2 separate regions of the Mus musculus genome follow, and region 1 is linked to region 2. A link is a contact called in public HiChIP or PLAC-seq data. All regions are on one chromosome and are shown on one strand. Each heading gives the region's core, a stretch centred on a gene start, on an enhancer-like site or on the middle of the called end of the contact. The rest is flanking DNA. Distances are from core to core; before and after follow the strand shown.

What was found. HiChIP or PLAC-seq counts read pairs in DNA pulled down with a chosen protein or histone mark.
Region 1: an H3K4me3 HiChIP or PLAC-seq map of embryonic forebrain shows a contact between it and region 2, with 2.2 times the contacts expected there. The contact joins two enhancer-like sites.

Annotation. Positions count from the first base shown.
Region 1 is chr16:77,850,436-77,854,319 of GRCm38.p6, reverse strand. No RefSeq gene overlaps it. Among named protein-coding and RNA genes, the nearest start is that of Mir125b-2, 210 kb to the right of the region's middle. Within about 2 kb of position 1,834, at least 35 of the 459 cell types and tissues checked have an H3K27ac peak or open chromatin away from gene starts, as enhancers often do. A contact at or near this core is called in embryonic forebrain, where this site is marked.
Region 2 is chr16:77,399,425-77,402,951 of GRCm38.p6, reverse strand. All of the region lies in intron 2 of Mir99ahg (Mir99a and Mirlet7c-1 host gene (non-protein coding)), which reads right to left. 9430053O09Rik (a long non-coding RNA gene) reads left to right here. Exons shown (of 4, transcript XR_003951960.1): 4 at 1,704-3,527. Among named protein-coding and RNA genes, the nearest start is that of 9430053O09Rik, 19 kb to the left of the region's middle. Within about 2 kb of position 2,196, at least 155 of the 459 cell types and tissues checked have an H3K27ac peak or open chromatin away from gene starts, as enhancers often do. A contact at or near this core is called in embryonic forebrain, where this site is marked.

The sequences.
Region 1 (3,884 bases), core at 585-3,084, 450 kb before region 2:
TCTGAGAAATTCTGTTTTAATACATTCATCATAGGCTCTTGTGGAGTGGTAAGCTTTCAATCTAATGATTCCTGGTAAATTTTGTCAAACTGTCAATGCTTGCTCTCCTTTCGTAGCCCTCGAACATTTTATTTATTTCTCATATTTTCTTTTCTTTGCCTTTTTCTTATAATTAATAACCAAAGTTCAAGACTTTTGTTCACTCCACCCAACCATCTGATAACCTCTTTCCTTACCTGCTTTTCTCTCTGAACTATCATAATTGTTTGACGATCTGTCTGTCTGTTTCTGTGTCTCTGTCTCTCTCTCTCTGTGTCTCTCTTTGTCTCTGTGTGTCTCTGTCTCCATATCTCTCTCTCATTTTTTTTATCTGTTAAAGACTCTCTTGTCATGTATCTGTGTGCAATTGGCCATCACTTTTCCTTAAACAGCTCTCAGGAATATGCTAAATTATCTCTTTTCATGCCTTCAAGTAAACTTCAACATATATTTTAGCCTATTTAACAGTCTTATTTCTGAATATTATTTTCAGGATACGCATGTCAGACTATTTTTTTAAATTTTAGCCTTCATGAATAATGTCATTGTTGGTTTTTAAAGACATTGATACTGGAGAGTGATTTTTGATATTCATATTTTGATGCATTTTTGTTTAATATTACACCTTCATACTAGACTTCAACATTAAATGTCAGTTAAGGATGTATTCTTTTAGAGGAAGTCATAAACTCTAGATGAACCAATGCAGATTCTTATTCTGAATTATCAGTTATTGTCTGGTAGCTTAACATGTATATATCTGTGCAAAGTGCATATGGTATGGCTTTCTCTTATACATGGTAACATTTAATATGTTCTTTTGAGTAAAGTGCATTTATAAAAAGAAAAAGTTAATGATACATGTTATCAATGTACTTTGTTGAAATATGATGGATCTCATTGCAAAGAATGGGTCATGTGTTTTGAGAGAATTGTTATCTGATTATAAGGAGAGCTAACACTACAACATATTTACTAGCTTATATTACATAACATATCGTTTAACTTATATTTGAGATGTAACCCTAGTAACTGATTGACATGTGAGAACAAAGTATCTTGGAGACTTCTACTCATTTCAGAAGGACTCCTGAAAGAAGGTGTCCTTAAAGAACCCAAAGTATTAATAAACCACTTTCTGCTTGGATTAAAAAAAAAAAAACTTAGAAGAAAACGACCTCTTTCAAAGTCATCATATTGCCAGGATTCATGGTAGACAATATCTACTCAACAAATCCCATGAAAAATGTATTTATTTATTTATTTTTGTACAGAAGAAAGCTCTTGCTTTTCTTTTTTCTTTTCATTTTTCTCTTTTCTTCCCTTTTCTTTTCTTTTCTTTTCTTTTTTCTTTCTCTTTTCTTTTCTTTCTCTTCTCTTCTCTTCTCTTCTCTTCTCTTCTTTCTTTCTTTCTTTTTTTTGTGGATTGATAACTCCATCCAGAAAGGGCATTTGTACATGATGGAAAAGAAACATTCTATAGCCAGCTTTGTGGCTGTCTTCAAAACCTTCCACCATCTGAATAACCCCTGAGGTTAAATAGCTGGTAGACATCTGGAGGGAGAAGTAAGAGAAATGAGATCATCAAGGAACGATATTGTGCTTACAACATGTGGCGAAATGAGTGTCTCTTCGCCATCTGTTATTTGTGTGTGTATTTTATTATGTAAATGTTCGTACACACTGCATTCTAAACAAAGGAACATTACTTCCACTTTGCTGGTGCTGCCAAGCTTGCGTATGTGTCCTGGAAAAAGAAAGTGGCAGACAGAGAATTCGGGGTTCATCTGGCCACTTGTGTCCTTTTCCTTTCACCAAGATGGTGAGAGACTCTATGTGGGTTTGATTCCTTTTCTACATCCTGTTAACAAATACAAAGCTTGGCTGGGAATGGAAAACAGTGTCTTGATTACTACAGCTCTGGTCTCAAGCTTCTTTTGCTGGCATCTGCAGGGAGAAAGATGCTAGATGCTAGGATGCCCTGGGATGGTTCCAATGTACACTAGTGATAAATCTAGGCTAGAAAATGAATTTGGACAAAGAAAACAGTCTCTGTGCAATTTCTGCTCATCTGTTTAATTCCTGGCACATATACTCTGGGTCATGGGAAGGTTCTGGTGTACTGCTGTCAGTGTCCCCCTAAACAAGAGGAGTGTGTGTGTGTGTGTGTGTGTGTGTGCATGTTTTGGGGGAATAAAAGTGAGGAGATTTGGGTGACACATATTCTCGTTTAAATTTTCATAAAATTACCAATTTAAATTGAAATGTAATTATCCTAACTGGCATCTTTTTGGCAGCAACATAAAAAAAAATCCTCTGGCTTTACTGTACCAAGCAAAAGCCCCGAGGAGTCCTGACACTGGCCTTTAATCAAAAGCTGAAAAGACACAAAAGCTTTCGGATAATCTATGCCAAGCTATCTTGGACAGCATGGAATTGCCTGGAGCACCCTTCTGGTGGCATTTAAAACACCTGGTGCCCTTAGAAAAAAAAGTACATCTGTGTCTGCGATTTCTCCTTCTGTAATTCCCTTAAATCCTTCTATCGCAACCCATTCTCCTATCTTTTTAAAAGCAAGGATTCGTCAATGGCAGTAAAATAAAGCAGTTTTATTTACCGAGAGAATGGTACTTGTCACTGGCTACGCCTGGAGGTGTCAGACACGGGTGGCCATCTGCACAAACTTCCTCACTGTTTATTTCGTGGGGTTTAATATAATTAAACTATCATTGTGCTCATTGATTCAGTTCAAATTTTAATTTGATAATTGGGGGAAAGGTGTGCATTTGAAATGGAGGCAATTAATTGACACTTTAAATGCACTTGAACAGAAATAATTTAAGTTACACTGTACTTAGTGGTGACTTACACTGTCATGTTTATGCGGATTCTTCCATTTAGCTTGTATCATTACTGGGTAGAGGTAAATAATGTTTCTCACTCTAAATCCCATTGACACTAGTAGTCTAATTCTGAAATTTGGATTTTTTTTCCTGCCTAAAATAATCCCATTCATTTTGTAGTGATTGGCTCTTCTAAAATTCAGACGTTTTAACTCCGAACAACAATCTAATCATTCATAACTAACCTAACACATATGCAAACTAATTATGCAGATTGTCGCATAATTTTGTAAATAGACAGTCTGATTCCCCTTCTAGCAAACACCTTGCATAAAGAAATAATGAGAATAACAAAGATGCAGATTTCCAATTTATAGTAGCAGCTCTACTTGATTTGAATAAAGAAAGAAAAACAACTGGTTATGACTTATTTAACTTTTGTTCTAGTACCAGGTTTCCTGTAATTAGTTCAAAGGCAGTGCATCTATGCATTTTGGTGAACCTACTATAATTTCAAAAGGAACCATATTTATGGATAAAGCAGTTTTGTGTGTTAATTAATCTTCCATCTGGAAACAAATATGCTCTCTCTCATTTTTTCTACATCAAGAACAAAAGCTAGGGAGTCTTAGAGAGTTACGATATGACCATCCATTTCTACTAGAGTTATTTGATTCACAGAGCCTGCAATTCATTTCATCAAAACGCCTAGGAAAATTCAATTTTGTAAAATGTTAACTACCTCACCTATAGTAAACTACCTTCTACCTATATTAAACATCACCTAAAAAGAAATGGTTGCTGTTTCCCCATATTCCCTGAGAGGTTCTGTTCCTAATAGGTAGAGTTGGAGCAAACTGTTTTACGCCACATATGAAATGTTGTATTCTTTTTACAATGCACTAATCAATACTTTTAATATTCAGTGTAACCATAAATAAACATTGGTAAATTTTGGCAGCTCACTTCAATGAGGCAACCAATCTCATATTATTACAGTTG
Region 2 (3,527 bases), core at 947-3,446:
AACAAAGCAAACAGGCTGACAGCTTTAGAAAATCCAAACAATTCCACTTGCCAAGATGTGTATTTCATGCGTTTTCACTAATTTCAGATTTGCTTCGTACGTTCCAATGCTAACAATGTGTGCTTTCAATTTCAAAGTTCATTTTCGTGCTGCTCAAAGCAATCTTCACCTTTTAATAGGCAATTATTTTCCTAATCGTCTTGTAAAATCTTTTCTCTGAAGTGACTGAGAAACAGTTTCAACTTATGCATTATGGACACGTTGGAAACAAACCGAGCAGGTTGTGAACTGCAAATTGGCACTTGATTGGTAAAAAAAAGTCTGTTAGAAAAAAAAGAAAAATCTGCAAAAAGATTATTTTTCAAGTTAGAAAACTTTTCTAACTGACAAAACTCACAAGGGGCTCAGAGCAGGAGGAGATTCTCTTATGGAGCAAAAACCACTGTCTTTGATAACTTCAGTGAAACCCAGACTAGTGGAATACTCCAATTAACATTAAATCTCACTTCAAGATTTTGAAAACTTTCCATGGCCTCTCTCCCAAAACTAGTTTAAGCTACTTCTCCCAGTTTCTTGGGGTGAAAACAAATTTACAAACTAAGATTTTCTTATTTAAACTAATTGGATATATTTTGCATGAAATACGGTGCCTTGAATTATATTGTTATATGGAAGAAACAAGCAATAAAGCAGGAAAGCAGAGGTGTATTTTAAGAACATCAGTTTACTCATCATGAATTCAGATGAAAACAAGTTCTCTCAGCCCTCTCTTATGCCACAAAACTCCTTGCAGCAATCCTAACTTCTCTATTATTTTCACAAACAGAATAATGGGAATGCATATAACCACACAGGTGGAGAGTGGGGACTGTGATATCTTAAAAATGATTTGACCAGGATTCCATTCAAATCAGAAAAATTAGTTACTATTTGAGGAAATCAACAAAATCTCCAACAAAAACTTCCTTTAATGTCAATGTTTTCAAGTTAACTTATGGTAGACTACTTAAAAGGCTTGTTTAGCTATTAATTGAAGCATTTTATCTCATGGATTTCCTTAAAATATGCTTTCAGTACTATTTATCATTGACTTAATATAGAAGGTAAAATACCAAACATGACTGAGCCAATAATACAAAGATCCTAATTAGTATCATGCCATAGGGAAACAATGAAGCGATTTTGTCCCCAATTACTGACAATTAGCCAAAGTACAACAGTTAATTTCATGGAAATAAAGCCACATAACATGAAAGGAATACCCTGTCATGATGAATGGCATTTGTCTGGACTCCTTAACTGGTTCTTTCAATAATGAAGCATAAAAGTTTGAAGCAACTTGAACAGCTTTAACACATAGAAAACTCAAAAGTCTGAGTATTTGAAGATCCTAATTTTTGAGCATCTATGGAACCGTGTAGTTCAATGCAGGAATACCTTGAAGCACATAGAGTTTTCAGTCCCTTAAACCTAAAGATATTATCGTTCCAGGCAACATGTTTGTTCAGCAATAATCCTGGTATACATTGTTACACAAAGATAGTTTGTAAACCTTGTCACTATCCTGACACACATGCTACAGGATACAGTGAGCTGGTGATGGTTATAGAAGTCACAAAGTCCCTAGTTTCCTTGACTCTTTTATCCCACTCAATTTTTCTCTCTGCTTCCTTCTTCCATTTTTCTCCTAATGTCACACTTAGATCTATGCTCCTGAACACAGTGATGGACAGGCCTGGGAACTCACATCACCTCCGTGTGTGCATTGATTTCACTCAGTATAAATTCACTCAGAGCTTCAGTATCGAGATGTCTCACACAGTCAAACTCAGCTTTAAAATATTTTCTGGCTCTGTGCAGCTTAGAAAGGACACCTTTGGCAAAGCAACCACCCAGAGATCCAATAAAGACAATGTAAGGCCGTGACTCCTGAAGCTTAACTTTAGAAAATGCCCCCTTCGTGAAATACCCAGCTTCACCAAGTGCAGAGAAACAGAACTTAAAACACAGCAAAACAACTTGATAGATGGTTGCTGAAGGGACTTCGCCTGGATTGTTAAAACTGAAGGTTCACAAATAAACATTTCAAATGTTTTTGGCTGCATGCAGATAACACCCTCTCTGGGGAGAAGGCTAGAAACTGTTGGGTTCCTTTGTGCAGAGTCCTGGAATGTGCCTGCTTTTCATTTCTTCCTTTGTGTCTGCACACTGGCCTCACAGGCAGTGTCTTAAGCCATCCAGGGTCAGGGCAAACAGAGGAGCGCATTCATGGACAGATCAAGTTTATGTGAGAATCTGCTCCTCCTAGCTGCCCTCCATCTCCATATGAATCGTTAATAAAATCGCAGCCTGAAAGCTCATCGCGCCAACAGTGAGGAAGTCATGCAGAGAATCCTCTGGTTCAGAGGGAGAAAAAAAAAAAAGATTTCTTTATCTTTTTCATCCTTCGCCGGCCTTCGTGGGAATTCTGCCATCTAACTCCTTCTGCGCTAAATCTCTCCCCCTCATCCCAACACCACGGTCTTCCCCTAGCAACTTTCTAACTGGCACCTGATCACGTGGGAAAGCGGGGGATGGGAGTGGACACAAAGACAAAAGAAACATTCTGATATCCTCAGCAAATCTTCCAGAGCGCCAAGTCAGCCTCTGCTGCACTACATTGCTGCAAAAACCTTCAGGCAGTATCAATGTTTCAATTTTCCCAGGTCGTGTCAAACAGCTGGGAAGACTTTCCCATAGTTTTATGACACCACACGAGCTACAGAGGCACAGATATCTCAAAAGGGCACACGAAGAACAGCGTCTTTCCCTAATTAACTTGCTAACTCCATGCAAATACTGGACAGAATCAAGCCCCTGAGTTATTGCAGGCAATCTCACGTGTATCTTCTAACCTTGCTGCTGCCTAGCTGTAGGCTCTTGTTTCCTCCGCTCTTGCTCCTTGCAAACTGTCTTAATATCGAACGCGTTTCAGAGGGATGGGCTGATGAATGAAAACATGAATTTCTGCTTGCCCTTTAAGGTGGGTTAAGGGGCGGGGGTGCTGGTGTAATCAATTACTGAACAAAAGAACAACAACAACAAAAGACTTACAACCCACAGAGTGGCTGTGTTACATCCTGCAGTCTGTTTTAAACCAGTACTTCTTTTATATTTACCACTATTAGATTCTAGTATGGATCATTTATTTCATCAAGAAGAGAAAAAGAAAGAGGAGGAGGAAGAAGAGGAGGAAGAAGAGGAAGGAAGGAAGGAAGGAAGGAAGGAAGGAAGGAAGGAAGGAAGAAGAAAAAAGAAACAAGAAAGATATAGAAAGTCTTCCAGTAGATCCTGAAGAAAACTTAGTATTTTTTTAACTTAAAAAGTATTGATATATTTGAGCTTCAATTTGATACTAACTTAGCAAGTAAAAAGTTTGAAATCTCATCTACATCCATCCTTCAGATTTTTTAGACTGCCTCAGCATGCTCTGGTCTCTTTTCAGGATATAAAGTTTGTAGTTTGCATTCTAATTAGCATCCTGGTCC